Linked DNA regions of Mus musculus: all the other regions are linked to region 1. A link is a contact called in public Micro-C and promoter capture Hi-C data. All regions are on one chromosome and are shown on one strand. Each heading gives the region's core, a stretch centred on a gene start, on an enhancer-like site or on the middle of the called end of the contact. The rest is flanking DNA. Distances are from core to core; before and after follow the strand shown. Region 1 holds the start of H3f4 (H3.4 histone). Region 2 holds the start of Hand1 (heart and neural crest derivatives expressed 1). Region 3 holds the start of Rai1 (retinoic acid induced 1).

Region 1 (4,373 bases), core at 867-3,366:
GTTGTGCTCCCGCCCCCATCTTCCACCCCTAACACTAAACCTTCATTTGATCCTTTCCCACAAGGCATAGGTGCAGATCGAATAATGAATGGGGGAAATTTAATAGGGAAAGAAAACTACAGGCTCCAGAAAGGAAAGAAGATCCTTCTCAGATTTTGAGACGCTGCTCTGCATTACATCCAGCCTTGTATGGTGTGACTTCTCTGGGAAGCTCGGCGCAGTCTAGTTGAAATAAAATAAAAGAAATTAAAAAAAAAAAATTAAGATTACAGCAGTGGCTTCCATAGGTGCAGCGCCCAGCTCGGGAACCAACGCGGTGACAGCTGTAGTCTGGCCTTGCCGAGGTTTGGGGGTGCGGGAGTGTGGGAGCGTGAGCACCGGGGTGTAGAGAAGGTTTCCCGCGTCCTCTGATGGGCACCTCGGCCTTGGGTGCTGGAGAAGCGACGCGCTTTGCCCTCTCCGGCTCCGGAGCATGGGCATGCTCGGGGGCGTTTTCTGATTGGTCAGTCCAAAAGCTCTGACTGATCCAATTGGCTGTGTGAGGTGCAAGATGGACAGCTCCTTCCTCCCTGGCTCCCTCAGAATTTCAAGCCCTGTGTGTGTCGCCGATGTCTCACAGGGTCGTACATTCCCAGAGGCAAGAGTTTCGGTTCTTTCTGAACGTGAAGCTATTTTCCCTGTCACTGTATCCATAAGCTGGCACTAGAGAGTGGCGCGGGCCGGGACGTCCCGGTTCCTGGGCACCACCAATGGACGACCCACGTCCTCCGGTTGGCGTAGCGCCTACCCGCGACCGCACACCGCAGGCACGGGCTCGGGATTCCCCGCTTTGGCGTTCACCGGCGTCAGTTTAAACTACACATACACGTTTGGAAGCAAAACACCATGATTGTCAGTGAGTTCTATTTTTTAACCAAATCCGTAAAGATGCACCACAGTTTGATTTCTATCCTTTTCTGGACTCACGTTTTTTGAAATTATGTGGACGACATTTCTCATCCTCTGACGTGATCTAAATAATCATTATTACTATTGTTTGATACCCTGATTGTGACCTTTGGGGGAATCCTTGAATACAGCCCATGTTATCCTTGAAAGCCTTTGCTTCAGAAATCCTTTTTTTTTTTTTTTTCCTAATTTTCTTTCAGATCTAAAGATGTTTTATTTTGTTTGATAAAGCGTCATTTCAGTGTACTCTAAGCCTCAAAATTATTATCCTTCTGATTCAGCTACCGAGTACTGAAGTTATAAGCATGGACTACTGTTCTTTGAGTCATATCTTCTAGTTTTTTTTTTTTTTTAATTAACGTACGTTAACTGTGCTTAGTAATGGGTTTCATTTTGATAACTTCACACACACACACACACACACACACACACACACACACACACACACACCAGCTCTCCCCTTTTTTTCCTCTTCCCTCTGGTCCCTTTCTCTCTATAAATACCACCCCGACCCCATTTTTATGCTTTTTTTTTTTTTTTTTTTTTAATCTAGCTTCCACATGCTAGAGAACCCATGCCATGCTTTTCTTCCTGCCTGGATCCAGCTTACTTAACACTGTGATCTTGAGTTCTTTCCATTGTTCCAGCAAACGACACAATTTCTTTTCGTTTTTCTCTTTATTTTTTTCCATCTCTACCCCTCCCTATTTTTAAAAAATAGTGTTAATACTATGTAGCCCTGGCTAACCTCAAACACACAGATATCCACCATCCTTTGCCTCCCGAGTCCTGGAATTAAGCTTAACTGCTGAGCTACCTCCAGCCCTCGCCCCCAGGGGCGTCCTCAGACCAGGTGGATGTTTTTTTAGTATTCCAGAACTCAGGAAAACTATGCCTCGTTGTTATATAAAGGAAGCATGCAGAAAGGTTCTAGAAGGTTCTTTGTGTCTTGGGAGTCGAGGCAAGATTGTTTTGTTTTTTTATTTAACAACAACAATAAAAGCTCCAAGAAAGCGACTTGAGTTTTTTCCACAGACCCCGCTGCCCTCCTACCGAGCCGCAACTAACAGTTCCAGAGTCCACACCACTCAGAGAGAATATAAGAGGCAGGGTGTAAAGTCAATCCCCCAATGGACCAATCAGAGTGCAGCATCCCATAATGCCACCTGGTGGGCAGCCAATAGGAATGTAGCTGGGTCTATAAAAGCAGTGCTACTCGCCCCCCACATTGTGCACCTGAGGAGCAAGGGAGGCGGACGATTCAGGAAGATGGCACGCACCAAGCAGACGGCACGGAAGTCGACGGGAGGCAAGGCTCCGCGCAAGCAGCTAGCCACGAAGGTGGCCCGCAAGAGCGCCCCGGCCACCGGGGGCGTGAAGAAGCCGCACCGCTACCACCCTGGCACGGTGGCGCTGCGCGAGATCCGGCGCTACCAGAAGTCCACCGAGCTGCTGATTCGCAAGTTGCCATTCCAGCGCTTGGTGCGTGAGATCGCCCAGGACTTCAAGACCGACCTGCGCTTCCAGAGCTCCGCGGTGATGGCGCTGCAGGAGGCCTGCGAGTCGTACCTCGTGGGGCTGTTCGAAGACACGAACCTGTGCGCTATCCACGCCAAGCGGGTGACCATCATGCCCAAAGACATCCAGTTGGCTCGGCGCATCCGCGGAGAACGGGCTTAGGCTCCCACAGGCACCGCTCATGAACCCAACGGCTCTTTTCAGAGCCACCCACAGAGTCAGAAAAAGTGTCTGTAACGTAGACTTAGGTGTCCTGTCTCCTCAGGAGGTGAAGACAAGGTGGCCGGCAATCGAAGTGTCTCCCCAGATCAGTCTAGAGGGCTTAGCAGCTAATCCTTGCCCATTGAGCTATTTGACTTGCAGCTCCGTCCTATTCTAACCTGCCTTCCCTTGATAGGTATAGTGGCCTGAGCCCTTGTACTACAAGATGATGGTTGTGTTGCTGACTGGTTTTACCAAGTGAAGGTAGCTCCTACCGGCAGTAAACGTGCTATGTTTGCATAGTTGATAGTATCCAAACGCATCTGCTCAGTAACCAAGTTACTTATGTTTTGTGTTTTAAGGCTCATAATGCCTGGTATTAAAAAGGCTAGCTATTCCTGTACTTGAAAAGTTGGCCTTTCTCCTGATGGAAAGCCCAGTGAACTGCCTTTGATTAAAGTTAATTTTGCCCATCTGTTAACGGCGGCAGCAAAAGAGTCAGGAAAGTGTTAACTTACATATTTCCAGGGGACACATCCAGAGAATCCTGTCTTAAACGATTCCTGTAGGGTACGAAAGTCTAGCTGTTGTCTTGACTCAACCTGAGTTGTAAGCAATAGGAACCTCTCTTATCAAAAGGATGTTTTGCGCTGGAGTTTAATTCTCTGAGCCTTGGTTTTTCATACTGTCCAGTACTGTATGACTTCTGAGCCATACAAAAAGGGTGGTGTTCAGAGATGACCGGCATGGAGACTAACCGGCTTGATCAGAAATCAAACTGGGAGGAACCCGAGATGGTTAACTGAACTGCATTAGTGGAGGGCTGAGGGGAATAGCCTGAATAAGCCTGTGAGGTTAACACAGAAAACTTTACCTCTCCTTTGTAGTGGAATCACTCATTAATGCCAATGTTAAATACATAAATTACTCCTAGGGTGTGCATATAATATAAGTATGCAACTGAAGAGTTTTGAAGCCCATTATGTCTCCAAGCCCAGGGATGGGGGAGCAGGGGAGGGCAAGGAGGCAGAGGGGAGGTAGAGGGGGGCAGGATGGGGGGGTGGGTGAGTCTAAAGACTGTTTGTGTAGCCTTGGCTGTCCTGGAACTCCCTCTGGCCTCAAATTCAGAGATGAGCCTGCCTCTGCCTCCGCCTCCCGAGTGCTGAAATTAAAGGCAGGGATCACCACCTCCCAACTTTGAGTTGCTAATTTCTAAATTGCCCCCTTTTCATTTTCCTAGCCTCAATCCATGCAAACCCGACCACATTTTCCCTGCATTCCCCACCTGAGTCTCCACCTAATCTCTTTGCCCTATTGATCTATTTATTGGTCCCACAAATATGGTCTAGCGAAGCCATATTTCTGTCACCGCCCCCTTCTCCCTGGCTCCACCCTAAGCAACGAAGCCCCCGCCTCCTCCCTTCGGTGTAGCAGCCTCAGCCCCGCCCCCGCGGCATCTCTGCCAAGCAACCTGCCTGCGTGAGTTGACGCCACAATGGCCCTCTGCCCCAGCTCCTGGTCTTCCCTAGTGCTGTAGCACAAACCCAGCCTTTCCCCCATGCGGCGCACTTGCCCCTGGCACCTGGCGCAGTGCAAGGCTCCTTCCTTGTGAGTAACCACCGTCCAGAGAATTCGCTCGCTCACTCACTGTCTGGGTCGAGACTAGGGGGTTCCTTCTCCTGTCCCCACCAAAGTCAAACCATAAG
Region 2 (4,170 bases), core at 479-2,978, 1.1 Mb before region 1:
GCTCCCCAGTCCACACTGCTGTGTCTAGGCCTGAGCCTACCAAACAGGGGGAACTCTGGCGGCCAGAAGTCCCACCGCCCCTAGGTGGAAGATCACTCAAACTGGAGAAGACCCAAAAAGGCTGACTAGGCAAGCGCAAAGGCCAAAGCCCTTCCTGTTTGTTGCATCCAAAGCCTTGAGATTGTCTAGCCCATCACCCTGTCCCAGACTAGATCCAGACTAGGAGCAGACTAGACCCAGCCTTGAGCTGCCTTTCCACCCCACTTTTCCCTCCAGTGGTCTACTGTTTCTCCAATTAGTACATTAATTGAGGTAAATAATCCTTTCCAATAAACCCATGGGAATCGAGTAATTCAGATATTCATAATTAAGCAAATGAAAGAATGAAGCCTCGACTTGTATTGGGTTTTTGTGTTTGGGTTTTTTGTTTTGTTTTGTTGCTTTAAAAACTGTTTTGGGAGAACATCACACGTCAGTGCAGTATTTAAGTCATTTCCTACTTTCATTCTCAACCTGGCTTCCAGAAGGGCCCAGGGAAGACTCAAAACACCTTCAGATTTAAAACAAACTATAATATAGAATATAGCCCCTTCTTGGAAGCCCAAGGTTTTCAATTCATCTTGTAAGGCCCTACGATCACTTTTAAAAAGCAAAATTCTATGTTCACTCAGCAATGACTGTGCACACAATGGCAGACTGTGTCGACCTCAGAACTCTCCCTAGTCTTTCAGAGTCCCACCCAGAACACAGCTCAGTGTTTGCAGGCCTGTTCTTACTTACCCCAGCCCGCACCCTTAGCTGGAACTTATAAGCCCCGGGACTCACCAACTCCCTTTTCCGCTTGCTTTCGCGACCACCATCCGTCTTTTTGAGTTCAGCCTTGAAGGCCTCGGGGTCACCTGCTTGTGCATCCTTGGCCAGCACGTCCATCAAGTAGGCGATGTAACTGGTAGCCAGGCGCAGAGTCTTGATCTTGGAGAGCTTGGTGTCGGCGGGCACATTGGGGATGCACTCACGCAGCTCCGCGAACGCGCTGTTAATGCTCTCTGTGCGTCTCCTCTCCTTCTTGGGTCCTGAGCCTTTTCGTTTGGGCAGGCGGCTTCCAAGAGCCTCCAGCCGACCTGGGCTCTGACTCGGCCTGGCATCGGGACCATAGGCAGCCGCTGCTACTGCGGTGGTAGGTGGTGGCCCGCCGGCAGGGAAATCTGGGGCAGCATCAGCCGGGCTCAGCAGCCAGCTCTGGAAGTAAGGCCGCTCCTGGTGGCAACGCGAGGCCGGGCCAAACAGGAAGGGTTCGTGGAGCATGGGGTGCGGCGGGTGTGAGTGGTGATGATGGTGATGATGTGCGTAGCTGCCCACGAGGTTCATGTTGGAGAGGCTCCTGGCCTGTGCTGTCAGCCCAATTAGCACCGCCCCATGCGCCCCACAGAAGGGGGTCACCGTGGGCTCCAGAGGCAGCGAACTGGCTGGGGTTTGGAGAGTCCTGAGCGAGCAAGGCTGGAGATGACACGAAGGACCTGCCGACCTCTTGAAGGTTTCTGTAGGCAACGAGGGAGAAGGGTTCAGACGTCCAAAGACCGGGTTTAACCCTTCTGCGGACTTGCCACCAGGATCCTGCTTATATAAGGCCTCGGCTTTGATGTCAACCTCTAGCCGGAGCCAATGGCAGGAGGAGGGAAGGGGGTGGCGGTCCCAAGTTTTATGCTCAGCAAGCGCCACACAATTCTAAGCTGACCACAGGGACTGAAAACCCGCCCCGCCTATGTCCCTCCCCTCTCCCAGTTCCCCTCCTGGAAGGGCGGGGGCTACGAACTTGAGGCCAGGCCTGCTCACTCCCTGTACTGAACCTACCACCCTTTCTTCATGGATCCAAGGAAAGGATTCTAGAATTATCCCTTGAAAACAGACAGAGCCTCATCAACACACACACACACACACACACACACACACACACACACACACACACACACACACACACTTGATTTCACAGATAGGGAAACTGAGGACCAGAACAAATTGTTGTTTTTAGGCCTGAAATTCAGAATAGGATATGCAGCATTCCTGAACCCGAACTGCTCATCGTGGGAGCCTGAAGGCCATTGGGCCCAGCAGGGAAGTAGGCTAGGCCCTAACACCTATAGCCCCACCTTTAGGTCCCCTGCTTCAGGCAGGACCTGGAGCTGCTGCCCAACAAGGTGGTCTCCTGAGATCCAGTTCTCGCCCAGCTGCGGACTTCCAGAAGAGCCTTCAGAGGCCGAGGTGGAAGTGGGAGGGAAAGGGAGCGGGGCTTCCAGCTCTTGGGCACTGACCAGTTTGTTCCGGGCTTGGGGGTTGGGGGTGGAGACGGTGGCTGATCTCTGCTCCTCTAGCCTCTCAGGCGCCTGGTTCGGTGTAAACGCCGGCAGGCTGAGCTGGTGGCGAGGCAGCCTGGCGGCGCCTTGGCCCCAAGGCATCTCTGTGGCAGGACTCCCCGGTGTCTTCGGAAGATTCGCACGTAGGGCTAAGGAGCCGGCGACTGCTGGGCTGCTCACTCCATCTGGCTCGCCACCTGCATGAAAATCTTTGATCCTATAAAGATACTTCCACTGAGGCTCACACTGGAAGAAACCAGCCCACCCCCACCCCTGATATCCACGGAGAAACAGCCTAGGCGCTTCACACTCACTCTGCTGAGGCAGGGAATATCTGTGCAACCTTGTGTTGCTCCCCATCAGCCTAGATTCTCCAAGGTGGGATTCCACAAAGAGATGGCTTTCCAAGAGTTGATAAGAACGTGGGAGACCAGGCTTTTAAGCTTGAAACTCTGGGTCTTCTTCATCTTTTCATTAAGGTCCCTGTCCCTAGGACCCCCTCCATCCTCACCAACATTTCTGGTCTCGCTCCTTCCCTAGGTGGGCTTGTGCCTATCAAATGTCAGTTAAGGGGGGAAATGAGATGATGTCAAATTCTTTTTAATTCGCTTCTGATCCAGCCACTCGAAAGTTGCTCGCTGAGGCCCAGCTTGTGTAAGACAATTACCAGGCAGGGACAGTGGGAGAGAGGCCACCGTGCGCAGACGGGATGTGAGGCCCAGTAGCAAGTGGGTAAGTGAAAACGAATGTGGAGTAGGTCGTGGGCTCAACAGATGACAGTCCCTGTGTGTGAAATCCTAGGAATGTGTGCGAATTGTGATTTCTGCGTGTCTGTGAGAGTAATCTCGCTTTGAGGCGTGGATGGAAGCTCAGTCGCTGAGGTCTGAGCCCCAAGGTCCCACCTGTGAGAACTGGTTGTGCAAGAGATTGTGAGCGGCAGTGGAAAGAGATCCGGAGAACCTCACTTTCCTGCCCCAGGCGAACTGGAAACCCGCTGCTTTTGCAGGCGCCTGGCGCCCGCAGCGCTGGGGTTGGGCTCAGCCAGGGGCCTGGGGAAGGCTCCCCGGGAAGGCGCCGGTTCCGCAGCTGCGCAGCTGCTCCGCGGGTTCTTGTGCCCTGCGGGTTGGGAGTCACTCTCAGAATGAGGGAACCTGGGTGGAAAGGGCCTGGATTCTCAAGACAGCACAGTTCTGACTCCAGCAGTCTTCATCCTGGACTCCATGACAGGTCCATACATATACACAGGCTCATCCCTTCGCCGGCACACACAAACACCGGCGTGGTGTTCTTACAGATGTCTTCCACCTTAGCAATAATACAGTGATATGGCATGTGTACACTAATGCAAGATCCACACATTCCTGGGATTATTTTCCCCTACAGGATGTCTGTCATCCTCTGAGTGGGTTACACATTGGAGCTTCCGATTTGGGTACTCAGGGATACACGAAGGTCAGTTTTATCAGAGGCTCACTGGATGTAGGGGTATACACATGTTCTCATAATATTTTTTAGTTACACTGAATTATTTGTGGGGGACACATGCGTGCTATAATGTGCGTGTGGAGGCCAGTTCTCTCCTTGCAGTACCTAAATCCTTGGGATTAAACTGAGGTGGCCAGCCTTGGTGACAAGCACCTTTGCCCACTGAGCCATCTTGCCAGACCACAAGCATTTATTTTATTTTAACTAATTAATTAATAACAGAGTCTCCTCCTGCCTCACTGAGTGATCTGGGATCTCAGGCAAGGAGGTCACCACCACCACACCCAGTTTCCCTTTGTACCCTTTTTCAAATTCTTCAGAGTTATATCCATAA
Region 3 (3,911 bases), core at 219-2,718, 1.1 Mb after region 1:
TTGAAAGCAGGCCTGAAACAACACAGTGCCCACTTGCCCTCCTCTCCGCTTATAATTTGTGTTTCCCGCCAGGCAGTAAGGAGGACCTAGGGTGGGTCTCGGCTTTGTCAGTATAAGTGAAGGACCTTCATAGATGTGGTGGGCTAGGAGAGAAGCAGTCAGGATGTATAGGATGAGGCAGAAGGGGTGAAGTGTCTGTTACAAGAAGACAAAGGTGCTGAACTTAGCACAACGCTCACACTCCTGATGAAGAAACAGGACTGAAAGGGTGACTGACTCACTTGTGTCAAGTCACCTGGGGACTTGGGTGCTTTGACCTGATGAATGGCTCAGACTTCGACGAAGCAGGTAACTCATGCCACCCTGAGGAGGGGAGCAGAAGCCTTGGGGTAGCCACGGCTCATGGGGCTGTCTATAAGTTAATCGGTTCATTTACAAATCCATTCAAAATTCTTTTACTTAAAATCTGTTGGTGGCTTACTTCCCACAGCACTAAGGAGGCTGCCTTTAGGCTCTTTGTAGTCCTACAGGCCCTGACCTTGGATTAAAATTCAGCATGCTTTTTTTTTTTTTTTTTGGTTTTCCGAGACAGGGTTTCTCAGTGTAGCCCTGGCTGTCCTGGAACTCACTCTGTAGACCAGGCTGGCCTGGAACTCAGACATCCGCCTGCCTCTGCCTCCCAAGTGCTGGGATTAAAGGCGTGTGCCACCACTGCCTGGCTAACATGCCCACTTCTTATCCCATTGGGTATGTATGGCCTCCTTACACTTGTGCTTATTCATCAAGAGCACTCCTGCCTCGGGGCACCCACACTTGTCTTTTCCTCTCAAAGAATGCTCTTCCATGCGCTGCTGGTGCAGGCTCCTTCCTGCTCTTCAGCGATTTGTTCAGACAGGCCTTCTCTCACTCGCAGCTAAATCCATCACTGCACCTGCTGATTTTCTTCCTAGCACTTATTTCGCTCTAAAATTATCTTCGTTATGGACCTGATCATTGTTGGCTGTCTGAGTCTCCCCTACACAATGCCAGCTCCTTGACAGGCAGGAACCGCACTGCTTCGGTACCCAACAAGGTGCCACATGTGCCGTGACTACATTTTTTACATCTAACTTGAGGAAATTTGAAACGGATTCTCCAACCAAAGAAACAGTCACAGGTGAGGGCCACATGGTGGTGGAATGAGCGGGGGACGGGGAGAGGCCTGGCCCAAGTCTAAGTCCAAAATCCTCAGCGAGTGATGAGCAGACCATGTCCTGTGGCTGTCCCCAGGCCTTTCTCGCCGGGCTGCACCTTCAGGCCCTCTGCCAAGCCCCTGCCCCCAGACAGACATGGGGCGTGCAGTGGGGCGCGCGGGCGCCAGGGGGCGCTGTCGGGGCGCGAACGGCCCACCTGGCACCCGAGGCCACGAGCGAGAGCTGCCTGGCCGCCCGGGAACTTTTTTCCTCGCGCTCTCGCTCTCCTGCTCCCCCCGCACGTCGCCCGCCCGCCCGCCGCTCTTCCTGTGTGGAGGGGATCGCATTTCTCTCGGGCTCCCGCGGGCATCAGGCAGGCCCGGCAGGGTGCGCGGTCAGGGCCCGCTACGCGCGCCGCCGGCTCCCGGCGCCCCGGTGCCACCCCCGCTCGCGCCTGGGCTCGGACAGGCCGCTTGCAGAGCCAGGCGGTGGTGGCGGTGGTGGCGGCGGTGGCCAGGGTAGCTGGCTGCCTTGTCGAGGTCCGAGGAAGGGGCCCCGCGGCCCACCCTCTTTCCCGCCCGGGCGGCCGTCGTGCCGGACACCCATGGGCGCGCGGGCCTCCGGGCCGCGAAGTCGCAGCGCCGGACGCCGGGCCCCGGAGTGACCGCGGGCTCCGAGGTGAGCGGGGAGCCCGGCGCGGGGACAAGGACCTGGGCGGGGGCGGCGCGAGGCGTGGGGACCCAGCGGGCAGGGGTCCGGGCGGGGGCCGAGCGCGCGTGGGGCGCGGACGCGGGGTCGCGCGGCCTGGCTTTGTGTGGCGCCGGCGTGAGGCCGCTGGTGGCCGTGTAGGAGCTGCATGAGGGGATTCTGGAGAGTCGGTGGCCCGCCGGGCGCCGGTGCTGGGACCTGAGGCCCAGTGTCACCGAGTGTGGGGCGGGGACGTGGGGCGGTGCAGCGAGGGCCCGAGGGAGCTTTGTGAGTGCGTTCTGGGTGGGGACGGGGAGCCGGAGGCTCGGGGTGTAGCCTGCTCCCGGGTGTCCGGACTGCGAGGGCCGCTCGTGGTGACACAGGACGCGGCGGTCGCCGCGTGTCCCCGCCTGGGCCTGTGCGCAGGCCCCGCACTGACCAGGAAACGGTCCCCGCGACCCAGGAGTCCCTTCGTGGCCAGGCCCTGGGCGCACGGGCCTTTTGGGGTGACGCCACCGGCTGGAGCCCGGGACACGCGAGCTTGGTGCCCTTCCGAAAGCGGCGCGGCGGCCAGGCCCGTGGGCCCTTTCGAGGCCGAGTCCCACGCCTTTTGGAGGCAAGAAGACCTGTGGGGGGGGGATACTGGGCCGAGCGCGGCAGGGGCGAGGGCTTGGCAGGGCTGGGAGGTGACATTTGGAGCTCTGGTCACAACTGGAGGCCTTCAAGGAGGAGCAGAGGGGAAGCGAAACACAAGGCAGGCTCCAGGTCGCGGCGGCCCCAGTTTCCCGGGGCGCCCGTTTTTCCCAGCGACCAGCTAGCTAGCTCCTCTTGGGGCTCCCGGTCGCTCATTCACACAGCAGGGCGGGAGTGCAGCCAGGAGCTGTGCCTGCGTCCCGGGAACCCAGGACCTGAGGACTCTGAATGGATTAAACCCGAGCGTCTTACGCTCCGAAGGACTGGGGACGTGAGGCTGCGTGCCTGCACGGCGAGCCCAGGCCGGCGCGTCCCAGCCCCACCGCACGCACTCCCGCAGCGCTTGTGTCGCGGTTCGAGCGGGGCCCCGCGCCCCCTCCCACCCCCTTTTCCAACGGCAGTGCTGTGTTGAGAATTCAAGGGCATTACATCTGGTTGCAATCTAGTTTCATGCGGCTGCTGGGCTGTTAAGACCTCGAGCTGACGTCAGAGCAGGGGAATTACTTCTTTTTATTTTATCTTTTTTTAGTTGTCTGCTGCCCTGGGAGGGGAGGCGGGTGGAGAGTGGGGCCAGGCAAGCTGTGATGTGGAGGCGCCAGCGCGATGGGAGCCCAGATCTGGGAGCTCTGCTTCCTATCCTATCCGCCTTCTCCTCCCCCATTCTCCACACTTCTCTCAGCTCCAGCCAGGCCTGGGTTGGGGGCAGTGGAGTGGAGGCCCTTCCTGGCTGACTACACAGCTGTTTCCAGAGGTTTCTCTGGGACGTGGCCCTTGGGATCTGGAAGCTGGAGAGTAATCTAGTTTCCCACCCCTCCTCCCAACACCCCAGAGGGTATGTGGGGCCCAAGAACAAGGCATAGATACAGCCATTCTAGTCACAAGGCAGCCTCTCCCTAGAAGCCCGGCCAGGCTCTCAGCGAGAATTCCTCGGAGAGGAGAGGAGCGAGTATGGGGCGATTGAGGCCTCAGAGGCCATCTTGGGAGGGGGTAAAATGTGACCTTCCCTGACAATCAGGCATCCCTCTGACTTCTGCAGAGGGGCCTTCTGCTTCAGAAGTGTCTTTATTCCCACTGCTCCCTGAGGCCTCTGGGAGCAGGGGTAGGGTGGGTGTGGGAGTGGTATTTCTTTTAGGCCCCAAATCTAGACCATTGGTTTAAAAAACCCTACCCAAGATGAAATCCTGCTATGCACACACACACACACACACACACACACACACACACCCCTCCTGCCATGTGCAAAGTAGTTTTTAGGTCACAGTATTGTTCCTACCTACAGTACATAGCAAAAACAAAAGTTTAGTGAATAAATCTACGGCGTGTGCTTTTTCTCTTCCCGTTTATTTGATTGGAAAAATG

The links. Promoter capture Hi-C pulls out the DNA fragments that hold promoters and counts their contacts. Hi-C and Micro-C count contacts between places; a contact is called where the count stands out from the background.
Region 2: a Micro-C map of embryonic stem cells shows a contact between it and region 1, with 4 times the contacts expected there. The contact joins the promoter of Hand1 here to the promoter of H3f4 in region 1. A contact is called at or near these places in 2 of 39 promoter capture datasets (cranial neural crest and maxillary cranial neural crest) and 1 of 484 Hi-C or Micro-C datasets (embryonic stem cells).
Region 3: a promoter capture Hi-C map of pre-B cells shows a contact between it and region 1, with 6 times the contacts expected there. The contact joins the promoter of Rai1 here to the promoter of H3f4 in region 1.

The regions. Positions count from the first base shown.
Region 1 is chr11:58,959,595-58,963,967 of GRCm38.p6, forward strand. H3f4 (H3.4 histone) reads left to right here and starts at 2,117. Exons shown (of 1, transcript NM_001318003.2): 1 at 2,117-2,679. The coding sequence starts at 2,218. The coding sequence ends at 2,628. Trim17 (tripartite motif-containing 17) reads left to right here and starts at 4,187. Exons shown (of 7, transcript NM_031172.3): 1 at 4,187-4,275.
Region 2 is chr11:57,830,419-57,834,588 of GRCm38.p6, forward strand. It overlaps Hand1 (heart and neural crest derivatives expressed 1), which reads right to left and starts at 1,729. Exons shown (of 2, transcript NM_008213.2): 1 at 826-1,729. The coding sequence starts at 1,368. Gm32915 (a long non-coding RNA gene) reads left to right here and starts at 1,690. Exons shown (of 3, transcript XR_003949681.1): 1 at 1,690-3,083.
Region 3 is chr11:60,103,545-60,107,455 of GRCm38.p6, forward strand. It overlaps Rai1 (retinoic acid induced 1), which reads left to right and starts at 1,469. Exons shown (of 6, transcript NM_009021.2): 1 at 1,469-1,850.